Linked DNA regions of Macaca mulatta: region 2 is linked to region 1. The links are chromatin contacts, called in public Hi-C maps. All regions are on one chromosome and are shown on one strand. Each heading gives the region's core, a stretch centred on a gene start, on an enhancer-like site or on the middle of the called end of the contact. The rest is flanking DNA. Distances are from core to core; before and after follow the strand shown. Region 1 holds the start of CTH (cystathionine gamma-lyase). Region 2 holds the start of ANKRD13C (ankyrin repeat domain 13C).

What was found. Hi-C and Micro-C count contacts between places; a contact is called where the count stands out from the background.
Region 2: a Hi-C map of liver shows a contact between it and region 1, with 2.9 times the contacts expected there. The contact joins the promoter of ANKRD13C here to the promoter of CTH in region 1. A contact is called at or near these places in 3 of 14 Hi-C or Micro-C datasets (fetal cortex germinal zone, fetal cortical plate and liver).

What each region holds. Positions count from the first base shown.
Region 1 is chr1:170,208,050-170,215,162 of T2T-MMU8v2.0, forward strand. It overlaps CTH (cystathionine gamma-lyase), which reads right to left and starts at 4,353. Exons shown (of 12, transcript XM_015142534.3): 1 at 4,040-4,353. The coding sequence starts at 4,207.
Region 2 is chr1:170,280,243-170,287,355 of T2T-MMU8v2.0, forward strand. It overlaps ANKRD13C (ankyrin repeat domain 13C), which reads left to right and starts at 2,761. Exons shown (of 12, transcript XM_077954160.1): 1 at 2,761-3,518. The coding sequence starts at 3,089.

The DNA of each region.
Region 1 (7,113 bases), core at 3,103-5,602:
GAAAATAAAATGAGATAATGCACAAATTCACTACATGTTTCCTGGCACATGCTAATCACTAAATAAATGGCAGTTTTTATTATTAGTATTTTTATTATATTAGACTCACCTTTTTTCATTAATCTGGAAACATTAGGAAAAGGGACTTGCATAAGCCAACAGAATAAACCTAATTCTAACCTGTGTTTCATTTCCTAAGAAATAAGTGATTAAATGATACAAGTTTCTTTTGTTTTAAGGATAGGACCTCCCTCTATTGCCCAGGCTAGAGTACAGTGGGGCAATCACAGCTCACTGCAGCCTCAAACTCCCGGGCTAAACAATCCTCCCATCTCAGCCTCCTGAGTAGCTAGGACTACAGGTGCACATCGCCATGCCTAACTAATATTTTAATTTTATTTTTTGTAGAGGCAGTCTAGCTATGTTGCCCAGGCTGGTCTTGAACTTCTGACCTCAAGCAATCCTCCCACATTGGCCTCCCAAAGTGCTGAGAGGATAGGTGTGAGCCACCTGTCAGGCTGATTCAAGTTCTATTTGGCATACAACAGGAAGTTATGATCGGATCCTACAAATACTCAGCATTCATTCACATCTTGGCTCTACAAAAGCGGCTCAAAACATAGGGAGCAATTCCTGGCAAAACAACTCCACACAATACTTTTTAGAAATATGCATTCCTGTAATCCCAGCTATTCGGGAGGCTGAGGCAGGAGAATTGCTTGAGCCCAGGATGTGGAGGTTGCACTGAGCCGAGATCGTGCCACTGCACTCCAGCCTGGCCGACAGAGTCTGTCTCAAAAAAAAAAAAAAAAATTGCATTATTCTGCTCTTACATATAAGGCACCCTGCTAGCTATATTCATCCAGTCATTCTATTAATCCTTATGACTGAGAAAGTGAAGCCAAATGTAGTAGTACCTAGAGAGTGTCAAAACCAGATTGCAAACCAAGGATTTCAACATTAATTAGAAGTCCTATAATTTTCTCCCTCAGCTTCACATCACACATAACAAAACACAACACTCTTTCACCTTTGTTTCTGATTCAGAAGCTCCCAGTATTAATAATAATAACTTTTAAAAGTTTTGTTGCTATGTGCCCTTGTTTATGACAAGTTGAGCAGACTTTTTTTTTTTTGAATGGGAGTCTTGTTCTGTTTCCGGGCTGGAGTGCAGTGGTGCAAACTCCACCTCCTGGGTTCAAGCGATTCTCCTGCCTCAGCCTCCCGAGTAGGGACTACAGGCATGCCACCACACCCAGCTAATTTTTGTATTTTTTTAGTAGAGATAGGGTTTCACCACATTAGGGAGGATGGTCTCGATCTCCTGACCTCATGATCCGCCTGCCTCAGCCTCCCAAAGTGCTAGGATTACAGGCGTAAGCCACCATGCCCAGCCTGAGCAGATACATTTTACAGGGTTCTAGGATATCCTTACCACTCCCCACCATCACCTTCTTACCATGACCTGCAGCTGCACCCAGCAGATTAAAAAAAAAAAAAAAATGCTTGGATTCATGTGGCGTCTGCCACAGAAAAGTACCTTACATTTCTCATTCAACTCTTCAAATTCCCTTTAGTGGTCTTAGCTAATTTTTAAAAAGGGCCGGGCGCAGTGGCTCATGCCTGTAATCCCAGCACTTTCAGAGGTGGATCACCTAAGGTCAGGAGTTCGAGACCAGTCTGATGGTGAAACCCTGTCTCTACTAAAAATAAATAAATTAGCTGGGCATGGTGGCGGGTAGCTGTAATCTCAGTTACTCGGGAAGCTGAGGTAGGAGAATTGCTTGAACCCAGGAGGCGGAGGATGCAGTGAGCCAAGGTGGCACCACTGCACTCCAGCCTGGGCAACAGAGCAAGACTCTGTCTCAAAAAACAAAAACAAAAACAAAAAAAAGATACTAAGCAGAGTTTTTGTGGATTTAACCATCCCTGCTGGCTTCCTGGAAACATTTAATTATTAATATTACACCCGAATGGTTAACTTTTGCACTGAGTTCCAAAGCTTGGGCAGCTACACATTCATTAAACCCTACACGAGAAATGAACTGCATGTTTGAAAGAGAGGCTGTGAGCTGGACGCAGTGACTCACACCTGTAATCCCAGCACGTTGGGAGGCCAAGGCGGGTGGGTTACGAGATCCGGAGTTCAAGACCAGCCTGGCCAACATTGTGAAACCCCGTCTCTACTAAAAAAAAAAAATACAAAAATGAATCAGGCACAGTGGCAGGTGCCTGTAATTCCAGCTACTTGGGAGGCTGAGGCCAGAGAATCGCGTGAACCCGGGAGGTGGAGGTTGCAGTGAGCCACGATCGCACCACTGCACTCCAGCCTGGGCGACAGAGTGAGACTCTGTCTGAAAAAAAAAAAAAAAGGATGAAAGAGAGGTTGTGTACATCTTTTGATTCTAAAATACAGTAAGGAGTATTCTAAATCAGTTGTAGAAATGGCCTTAGAACTCTATCTCACAAAACAAAGGACTGTCTATAAGGATTTTCCTCAACTTATATAACACACTGAAGTGGTTTCCAAAGCATAATCAAGGCCTTGGACTTACAGACTTTAACTAATTCTTACAAATCTTGTAACTTTTAAATTCCCAAGACCCATCAAATATGCCACCAAAAGGGGAAAAAAAGCTATGTGATTAGCAAAGAGGGCTCTTTCATAGGCTTTACAGATCATTCATGTATGACTCTGGATCAGTTCCTTTTCTATAAAAAGTACATAATACCTGTCCTGCCCTCTGACTTGGTTGTTGTGAGGATCAAATGGAAATAGTGTAAATATGAACATCATGAAAAAACAAATTACCATCGAGTAATTATTATGTACCATACAGCCTTAAATACATCTCAACAACTTATGCGGTAGGTACTATTGTTATCCAAATTTATACAGGATCAATCAGAGGCTTTAATAGGTTAAATAACTTGCCCAAGATACCCCGGCTCAGAAGAAGTGGTGTCAGAATACAAAACTAGCTTTTGACTATAAGACTTATGTCCTCTTTTTGTTGTTTGAGTTGGAGTTTCGCTCTTGTCGCCCAGGCTGGAGTGTAATGATGAGATATTGGCTCACTGCAAGCTCTGCCTCCTGGGTTCAAGCGATCCTCCTGCCTCAGCTTCCCGAGTAGCTGAGATTACAGCTACCCGCCACCATGCCCAGCTAATTTATTTATTTTTGGTAGAGACGAGGTTTCACCATGTTGACCAGGCTGGTCTCAAACTTCTAACCTCAGGTGATCCATCCACCTCAGCCTCCCAAAGTGCTGGGATTACAGGCGTAAGCCACTGCACCCAGTCATGACTTGTGTTCTTAATCACTAAGCCACAATGATTAAATGATGCAATAGGCTAAATTGTTACTAGCATTATTAGAGATAGCATAGTGTAGCTGAGTGCCTAAGAGTTGGTTCCTAAAGCAACCTCAAGTTTCTAAAGTTTGAATCCCAGCTCCAATACTTACTGGTCTAAGGCTACTTAACTTCCTAAATCTCAGCTGTTTTATTGAGAAAAAATGAGGATTCGGTTCAGACTAGGGTTGTTGTTAGGATTAGATGAGACAATACGTGTAGTACACATGCTATATACAAGTATGTATTTGGCACATAGTAGATACTCAATAACTATTAATACAGCTACTGGGAACAATCTTAATTCTCGTCAAGTTATCAGACCCTTAATATTTTTTAAGCTGACTCCGAACTACATCTTTAAAATTTATGCTGCTAAAGGTAACTCAAAAAAGTTAGGACCTTCGGTTTTTAATTGCAAATTTGTCAAAATCACGTGAATTTCAGGCCAAATCTATATGGCAAGTTGGACAAACGGCTTCTTCCATTCCTGCTTATCAAAAGAACCACGGTCACTGGACCATCCGACACAAAGCTATACTGCAAGAATTACAGCGTAGAAACATCTTTCGGTTGCCTTCCTAATTTATAAGTAATATTATAAATTACTTACATGCCTTTCAAATTCATAAGCCATCTTTCTTTTCCCGCCCAACTGTGGACAGCCCCAGACAGACTCAGCTCACCGAGTGCTGGCCAGGCGCCGCTTGCTTGAACGTAGTGGACAGTGAGATGAGGGGCACCACAGCCCTGGAGGTCCATTGCTCTGGTTCCTGGCCCACATGGATGGCCTGCGTGGCGAAATGCTGGAAGTGAGGCAGGAAACCTTGTGAGGAGGCGTCTTTTTCCTGCATGCTGAACCGCGAAAGCAGAGAGGAAAAGAACCGGGAAACCGGGTGTCCGGGGTAGGGAGAGACAGAAGGATCGGCCAAGAAGGAGCTAAAGCACGCAGAAAGAGCCGACAGCGAAGCACTAAAGCGGGACACGGCGATTGTGGGGTGGATTTTATTAGCCGGCCGGCAGATAAAATCTCACGACCACAGCGGGGCGGGACCCGCGCGGCCCATTAAGCAAAAGCCCGACGCGTCTCCCGCTCCTTATTGGCTGACAGCAGAGGCGTTGCCTGAAACGTCACCGCGACCGCCCCTCCCAGTGCAGAAAGTGGAGGGAAGCTGGAGTCCCTGGGTCCAAGTGGTGTTGGTCCCTGCGGGCGAAATTCCTGAGTACCAGTCCTGAGGAGGCTGCCATGCTGGCTCCTGAGAGCCACCCGGGCGTCTGTGTGACCTCAGGCCGGAGGTTCGCCCGAGACGTGGCAGAAACCTGGCTTAGTGTTGAAACCTGGTAACTGTAAATAGACCACATAAATAGCCCCCTCTTATTGCGGCACTTGCCTCTGACCACCACCCTTTGCCCTGAGGGCGGTGCTAAAAGACGTAAGCCACAACGTGGAGATTGGTTAAGAAAACAATTGCCCAAGCCGCCCAGTTTGCAGTTTGGATTCTCATCAGTCACAGTCAGCTTGCGTTTTACGTACACTGAACTCTGTAATGACCCAGTGCTTACGATGACTGAAACGATGACTACAAGTGAAGGTTAAATGGTTCTTAAGACATAACGAAGCTACTGTAGTGAGGAACTCTGGCAGCTTCCTAAAATTTAGTCAATCTTGAGCTTCTTCAAGCATCATTATCTTCTTTTCAAGTACAAGCAGAAACTCCCCCTAATGAGAAAGATAATGTGGCTTTGAAAAACTTACTGGAGTCTAACATCCTTACACAAAATGCTTTTGCTTTTCACAACTGACAGCAACATCCCTGCAGGAAAAAGGAATGTTTACCGCTCACCTGCACCCAGAGTCCTACTCTCAGAAGAATCACTCGTTTAAAACAAACAAAAATCTCCTTGTTCCCTAAACAATACAGACTTGACCTACTTACTATCGTGGCTGTTTTCTAGCACCAGGAAATTTGGGGATATTTCTGTTCTTGCAAAATATTCGCTAAAGATCTAAAACTTTATTAAACAAATTAAGAACAAGGAGAATAAGGAATAAACAGCTCTTAAAATGTACAGTTTGAAAGAAAGATGTGAAGAGAAAGAATGAGGCAATTTGCTTTTCAAATTAGATTCAGGGACACTTAACCCATTCAGCACTAGAGGAGTGGTGCTTGAGGGCCTACAAGCTTTTAGAAGCCTACCAAACTTGTATGGCTGGGGAAAAAAAAATTGATAGACTTCAAAACACTAAGGGTGTATATTAATACATATTTAATTAATATTTTTCTTTTAAAAATATAACATCAACTGCAACTCACCTCAATATTTATATACAACTATAGATGGGTATTTTTGTGTGATATGGTATGGCATTTAGGGGCCAAAAGGTCTAAAATAGTTCCATTTACTTTTACCTCCTAGTATTTGCTGACAAACCCTGAGTTGCATAAATGCAGACATTTTATTTAGTGTACTGTAATGAAGAATTATTCAGAAGATAGCACCAGGCCAGGAGGGTTCGCTAATGCCTGTAATTCCAGCACTTTGGGAGGCTGAGGTGGGCAGATCACCCAAGGTCAAGAGTTCGAGACCAGCCTGGCCAACATGGTGAAACCCTGTCTCTACTAAAAATATAAAAATTAGCTGGGCATGGTGGTGCACACCTGTAATCCCAGCTCCTGGGGAACCTGAGACAGGAGAATCGCTTGAACCTGGGAGAGAGAGGTTGCAGTCAGCCGAGATCACACCACTGCACTCCAGCCTGGGCCACAGAACAAGACTCTGTCTCAAAAAAAAAAGCACCCAATACAAATGCTATAAATCAGGCCTGTTTTACTCTCATAAACTGAGAAAACTTTATTGGATGGCAGCTTAGTATGTATCAAGGATTTAAAATATCCCCTATCTATGACTTGACAATTTCTTTTGTAGAAAATTTTACTTGCAGGAATTTATCCTTTAGATATATTGTTAGCATGTGTACAGAGATGAGCAAGGATGCTTTTTAACCCTACCTTACCATTTTTAATAGCCAAAGAGTGAAAACTAGCTTAATTATTCATTCTTAAAAGACTGTTTAACTAGTTATGATACTACTCTGTAATGGCTACAGTATGGTCAAGAAGTAGGAAGAGATTAAGATGTGCTGGTATATCAGAGTCTCACTCTGTCACCCAGGCTGGAGTGCAGTGGTGCCATCTCAGATCACTGCAACCTCCACCTCCGGGTTTCAAGAGATTCTTCTGCCTCACCCTTCCGAGTAGCTGGGACCACAGATGCGGCCACCATGCCTGGCTAATTTTTGTATTTTTAGTAAAGATGGGGTTTCACTATGTTGTCCAGGCTGGTCTCGGACTCCTTTCTTCAAGTCAGCCACCAGCCTTGGCCTCCCCAAGTGCTGGTATTACAGGCATGAGCCATCATGCCTGGCCTATTGATCTCTAATTTCTAAGACAGGAAAGCAAAGTAATGTATACATTATGCTTCCACTTTTTCAAAAGAACATATGCTATGTTGCATTATTTTTAGACAGATATTTATGATTAATATGTAAAAAAATCCTTCTGGTCATAGAGACTATGGATCTGCAGTGGAAAGGTGATTTTCTTTACATTTTGTTCTCTTTTGTGTTCAAGTTTTACATTATGGGTACGTATTACCTTTTCAACAATAATGATACTATCAAAAACCCTAATGTAAGCATTTTAGAAAGACAAGTTTATTTAGAAAATAAGCTTTTTAAATGATTAAATGATAGCCACTT
Region 2 (7,113 bases), core at 1,511-4,010, 71 kb after region 1:
ACCTTCTTAATTTCTCACTCTATAAACTCTTCTTTGGGGAACTCACCTACTTCCTGAGCATCAACTTCTGTGTAATAATAACTTCTGAATCCAGCCTATACCTGGTTCTCTATCACCTAAGGATCACTTGCAAATATCTAAAATGTAGACCATCTAACTCCCTACAGATAAGCAACTTTCAACTCAATATGCTAAGATTGAACTCATTTTTAAAAAAATCTCTTAAACCTTTTTCTGCCTCACTCTCACTAATTTGGTTCATGCTCTCATCATCTGAATTACTGCACACTTCTTTAAAATTCTGTTCTTGATGCTTATCTAAAGTATGAGTGACTGAATTTTCATTTATTTATTTATTTATTTATTTATTTATTTATTTATTTAGAGACGGAGTTTTGCTCTTCTCACCCAGGCTGCAGTGCAATGGCACGATCTTGGCTCACTGCAACCTCCACCTCCCAGGTTCAAGCGATTCTCCTGCCTCAGCCTCCTGAGTAGCTGGGATTACAGGTGCCCACCATGCCCAGCTAATTTTTGTATTTTTAGTAGAGACGGGGTTTCACCATGTTGACCAGGCTGGTTTTGAACTCCTGACCTCAGGTGATCCACCCACCTCGGTCTTCCAAAGTGGTGGGATTACAGGCATGAGCCACTGCGCCTGGCCTGAGTGACTGAATTTTCTAAAAAGGTGAATTGCATTATGCTATTCCCTGCTTTAAGTTCTCTAAAAAGACTATTCTCTCTCTTTTTTTTTTTTTTGGACAGAGTCTCACTGTGTCACCGAGGCTGGAGTGCAGTGGCATGATCTCGGCCCACTGCAGCCCTGCCTCCTGGGTTCAAGCGATTCTTCTGCCTCAGCCTCCGGAGTAGCTGGGAGTACAGGCGAATGCCACCACATCCAGCTAATGTTTGTGTTTTTAGTAGAGAGGGGGTTTCACCATATTGGCCAGGCTGGTCTCAAACTCCTGACCTCATGATCCGCCTGCCTCGGCCTCCCAAAGAGCTGGGATTACAGGCGTGAGCCACCGCGCCTGGCCAAGTGTAAACTTTTAAGATGACATACAAAGCCCTGCATGACCTGGCCCTTCCTCTCTCTCTAGCCTTACAGTCAGATTTGATTATACCACATGCTAGCATTGAAGTATTGGGCAAGTTTTTTAAACTTGAAGTTAAAAAACTTCAAGTGAGGATATTAATGCTAATCAGGGGGAGATAACAGCATATAAAGTGCCAAGCATACTGCCTGGCTTAGCGTTAACAATAAATATTGGCTATTGTGGAAGAAGAAAATATTACTGCATGTATTTGTTCAATCTCTATTGCTGTCGCAAGAGGATGCTTTGAACTGCTGATTGGGTAATGTTTTAACATAAACGGAACTCTCCACTCCACTGAAAAAGAAAGAAAAGGAAGAAAGAGGTTTATTTGAATAGACTGGGAAGAAAATTGGAGGTGAAAAGTTGAGTGATCGGGGAGGATTAAGAGAGGCCCACAGAATTGTTTGTTTGTGGAGATGAGTTAGTGGTAGTATAAACTTCAGAAAGAAGAGATCTGGCTGAGCGCAGTGGCTCATGCCTGTAATCCCAGCACTTTGGGAGGCTGAGGCTGGCGGATCACTAAGGTCAGGGTTCAAGACCAGACTGGCCAACATGGCGAAACCCCGTCTCTACTAAAAGTACAAAAATTAGCTTGGTGGGGTGGCGCGGGCCTATAATCCCAGCTACTCTGGAGGCTGAGGCAGGAGAATCACTTGGACCTGGGAGATGGAGGTCGCAGTGAGCCGAGATCACACCACTGTACTCTAGCCTGGACTACAGAGGCGCTGTCAAAAAAAAAAAAAAAAAAAAAGAAAAGAGACCTGAAGTATTTGATGTCAGAATATAGGGGAACTTTGGAGAGCTAAATGGGTTAAGATCTTTAGGATGTTTTGCTAACCCCCATCCTTACCTCCTCAGTGGCCAGCTTTAGTTACTTTGTTAAAGTTTTATGGTTGGCAGATTCACGTTTCTTCAGAGTTTGACACTAGGTTGAGGTTGGCCATGAACTAATACAATTATATTTCAGTTACACGATTATTTGCGCTCCTTGAGTGTCTCCACCCTCATGTTAACTCTGACATCTGCCCGAAATTCATTCATCGAATACAATATTTGATTGGCCTCCCCTCTTTCCGTTTGCTGGACAGCCCATCATTTTCCAAAGTCAGCCCCTAAACTCTTCTATGAGTTTCCTGACAACTCAACACAAAAATTCGCCCCTCCCTTTTTTGCGTGCAACCCCGCCTCCTCTTTTAATTGTTTGGCTGTCATTCCTCTTGTATAGTGCTCCTTGCAATCAGGGCTGGTGCTCTACATATTTGCTAGCTCGGAGTATGGCACGAAGTAGATGCTCAGTAAATGTTGATTGAACGAGTATTCTGTGCATCTCGGCGACATCACATCCTGCGTGCCGTGGCGTCATTCTGCATTCCTCTGCGGTAGGCGCTGATCCGGAGGGTTTAAGTGGTTGTTTGTAACATGCACCGAACATATCCAACGCAGGCTGTGGCTTCAGACCGCCCACAAAAAGCGCGGTTGGTGGGAGTGCGGTCTCGAGGTCGGCTGGCAGCTGGGAAACTCCAGCTCGGGGCGGAAACACGCTGCCTGGGAGGCGCCGGCGCCTAGTGATTCTGGGAATACAAGGTGCGAGGGAGGGAGCCGGTGGCTCTCTTATCGCGGTGTTTCCTCTCTCTTCGCTCCCGGGGGGAGCTCTCGCGGGGGGAGCTCTCGCGAGAGGAGCAAGAGGAAGATGGCCGTACCCTGTTTTTCGGTGTGAGGCGGCGACGGCAGCTGCGACGGCGAGGCTGAGATCTTGATGTCGTGGGCACCTGAGCTCTAGCTCCCCCCAGCGAGCGCGCGTCCCTTCGTGCCTAGGCGAGAGCCGGCTCTTCCCCGGGAGATGCGTTTGTCCCAGGCTCGGGGGCGCAGTGGGAGTTCATGCTGCGCTGGAGGCTCCTGGCCACCGCTCTAATCGCCTTGGGCCGCCGCAGCGCCAGCTCCGTCGCCGGCGGTGAGCCTCCCGATTCCCCGCCTTGCCCCTGGCGGCGGCGATGACCGGGGAGAAGATCCGCTCACTGCGGAGGGACCACAAGCCCAGCAAAGAAGAAGGGGACCTGCTGGAGCCCGGGGATGAGGAAGCGGCGGCTGCCCTTGGCGGCACCTTTACCAGAAGCAGGATTGGCAAGGGCGGCAAATCTTGTCATAAGATCTTCAGTAACCATCACCACCGGCTGCAGCTGAAGGCAGCTCCGTCCTCCTCCAATCCCCCCGGCGCCCCGGCTCTGCCGCTGCACAATTCCTCCGTGACTGCCACCTCCCAGTCCCCGGCCCTTCTGGCCGGCACCAATCCCGTTGCTGTCGTCGCGGATGCAGGCAGTTGCCCTGCACACTACCCAGTGCACGAGTGCGTCTTCAAGGGGGATGTGAGGAGACTTTCCTCTCTCATCCGCACTCACAATATCGGGCAGAAAGATAATCACGGTGAGGAGTGCTAGCCCCTCTCCACCTCTCTCCTTCCCCGAGCCTAGGGTGTGCCTCCCCAGGCTTCTGGAATCCTAGGCCCCCCCTCCAGCAGACTCTTCTTTCCTCCCCTTTGCCCATCATCCGGGCCATTCGGTAAATCATGACCGACTCAGTAATAGCGTGCCAGTGGTCAGGGGGTTGGTTCTTGTGGGTGCAAAGGAATGTATCCTCCTTGCCCACTTCAAAGTTTCTCGTGAGAAGCTGTTTTGTTTGAGACAGGCCTTCGATTTGCTGATTCTGGACTGCCAGAAATTTTAGGTTGCCTCTCACCCAACCTGGTTTTCTCCCTTTGTTTATAGAGCTATGTATTTTTTATTTCTCTCCCCTTTCCCCCACCTTGGCATTTTAAATTTTGAACACATAAATTGCCCTCCTCCCTTCATTACTCATAACAGATCCCATCTTGACGGCAACTGGTTGTGATTCTGCCTGCCACCAGGTTGTTTCTTTTTTGTCTGCTTATAGTAAACTTAGAATGTTTGATTTCTGAAAGCCACACGGTAGAAATTTGTCGGTATTTGATACCTAGAACAGTTAGACTTCTCAACAGCCGATTTTTGTTGGAGTAGGGATTTGATGTTTTGCTTGTTTTAAGTAGATAATTGCTAATAGTAATGTCTAATCTTGATGACTGTGACTGAAAATAGAATTATGATTTTCATAGTAATTTTATCTTAGTCTATATTAACCATTTCTTTTTGCCTTGTAAGCTGAATTTTTTGTTTAATTCTAAAAAATCGTGTGACTGAGTTAACTTTTAAGCAACAGTAAATTTATTAATGAAAACTAATGTGAACACTGACATTTTAACATTTAATAAGCCGTTTTAAACTGGGTAGTTGGCACATATTGTTGATCGCTCTGCTTTTAATATGAAAAGTGTATACATTCAGTTAGAACACGCTCAACCAACTTTGTGCTCAGAATGATATACGTATCAATGAAATATTTGCCTGTGAAATAAGTTCCCTTAATTCCATCGGATTGTAGGCTTTTTAGGACAAAAATTCAGATAAAAAAAGAGTAAGGTTTCTCTTGGCTGTATAATTCTCTAACAACTGCATTTGTTTTCCGAATTTACAATGTTGTAATGTAATAAAATCACCACCTATCATTTATCGTAAATCCCCAAAAAAGTATCTTAAAGTTGCAGCCAGTTTTTCATTCTTACATTTAAATTACTTAATCATTTTATTATTATAGTAGAAGCATAATGTTGTTTGTTGATTGATGATGGTAATTATATTCTAACCCTCTGGAAAACTGTTGTTAGTGGAAGATGGGTTGTAGCTTCAGTTTAGTAGTCAATTATTAGGAAGTTTTTCAAATTTGGTCTACATAGTAGCCATAGTTACATTACCTTGAAATATCCCTGAAACAGATAAAAAGTTTGAGAGTTAACTCCCTTTGAAATAAGAGATGGATGAGTATCACTGAAGGTATTGAATTACAGGATTATTGGGCTTCCCTGTCTTCAACCCAACATTTAGGAGTACATTTGTTTAAGTTCAAATTCTGTTCAAAGTAATTAGAATCCTATATACTCTTAAACTCTTGTTCTTAGCCCACTGAAATTCACTTTTTTAAAGTAAGGTTTTTTTATTGTGTGTAGCTGACCTTATATCGTTGATGTTTCTGATTAATGTAACCAGTGGTTCACATACCTGGGGTAAATATAATTGTTTTCCCCCCTGCAATGTGTACATGCTCATCTCCTACAGTGAGGCGTCCTAGGAACAGTGGCTTCAATTTAATGTGCTTCTTATTTAGTCTTTTTTTCTCCCATAGCCTCATAAATTTTTCGGATACGTTATTACTTTTAGTTTTGATCACTTAAACAAAAGCAACTGGGATAGGTGCGGGGGCTCACACCTGTAATCCCAGCAGTTTGGGAGGCCGAGGTGGATGGATTACTGAGGTCAGGAGTTCAAGACCAGCCTGACCAACATAGTGAAAGCCCGTCTCTACTGAAAATACAAAAATTAGCCTGGCATGGTGGTGCATGCCTGTAATCCCAGCTACTTGGCAAGCTGAGGCAGGAGGATCACTTGAACCCGGGAGACGGAGGTTGCAGTGAGCCGAGATCGTACCATTGCACTCCAGCCTGGGTAACAGAGACTCGGTCTCAAAAATAAAAATAAAAATAAAATAAATAAATAAAAGCTGTATATTCTCTTTGGATTGCTTTAACATAAATGCATAGCAGAATAATACACTCATACAGGTACATAGCAGAGCCAGACAATTATACCATGTATTACATAGTTTTATGTTCATCATAAGGATTCCTTTCCCAACATGGTGACAGTGATGATTATTGTCCTTATTATAGATACAATTTATCCAGTAGGTCAGCAGGGTGCTAAGTGTTTACATACATTGTAACATTTAATCCTCACAGCAGCCCTGCAAAGGAGTGCAGTGGAATCATCTGGTCTTGCTGTAGTCTCTGCCTCCCAGGTTCAAGCGATTCTTCTGCCTCAGCCTCCTGAGCAGCTGGGACCACAGGCGTGTGCCACCATGCCCGGCTAATTTTTGTATTTTTAGTAGAAACTGGGTTTCACCGTGTTGGCCAGGCCGATCTAAAACTCCTGGCCTCAGGTAATCCACCCACCTCGGCCTTCCAAAGTGCTGGGATTACAGGCATGAGCCACCGCGCCCAGCCCAAAGCAGATAGTTTTATACTCATTTTAAAAATAAGAAAAGTAAAGCCTAGAGAGGCAAGGAAACGTCACTAAAGTTACATAGTATAAATCTCAAAGCTATGAATCATAGCAAGGACTCCAAAGCATATCATGAACCTCTTTGTAAGTATTTCTATTGATTGGGACCCACTATATTGCAAGGAAGTCAATTCTTATAATGTGCATTTGGGGTTTTATAGCAAAATTCTTTATATTTTTTTCTCATTCCTTACAAGAGTCTTGTAAAGAGATTCTACCATTGGACAGCTCAGGTTTTGTGGAGCCCAGATCTCAGCCCTGTTTGTTACTTTTTTTTATATAATGGCCCACATAAATGGGCTACTTTGTCCACATGATAGCCCTTTAGAGATTTGGCAAGATTACCTTCAGGTTAAATATTCCTAACTTTTGTATCTATTCCTCATCACATTGTTTGTAAAGTATTTAGAATAGTCCCTGAAACATAGTAAATACTATATGTGTGTTAAATAAGTAAATGAAAATCTTCGTCATTGTTTAGTAGAACTTGTTTGTTAATTCTTCCCTTAGAAGATGGTGCCCAGAACTAACCTTATTGCTGGAGATATATTAGCCTCATTAGCAAAGACAACAGGGAGACTATATTGCTGTAAAGCAGCACACAGTTATGCAGTGCAAGAGTATGTTAATTAATTAATTTATTTTTTGTGATGGAATCTCACTCTGTTACCCAAGCTGAAGTACAGTGGTGCAATCTTGGCTCTCTGCAGCCTCCATCTTCTGGGTTCAAGCAATTCTCCTGTCTCAGCCTCCTGAGTAACTAGGACTACAGGCATGCACCACCACACTGGCTAATTTTTATATTTTTGTATTTTTAGTAGAGATAGGGT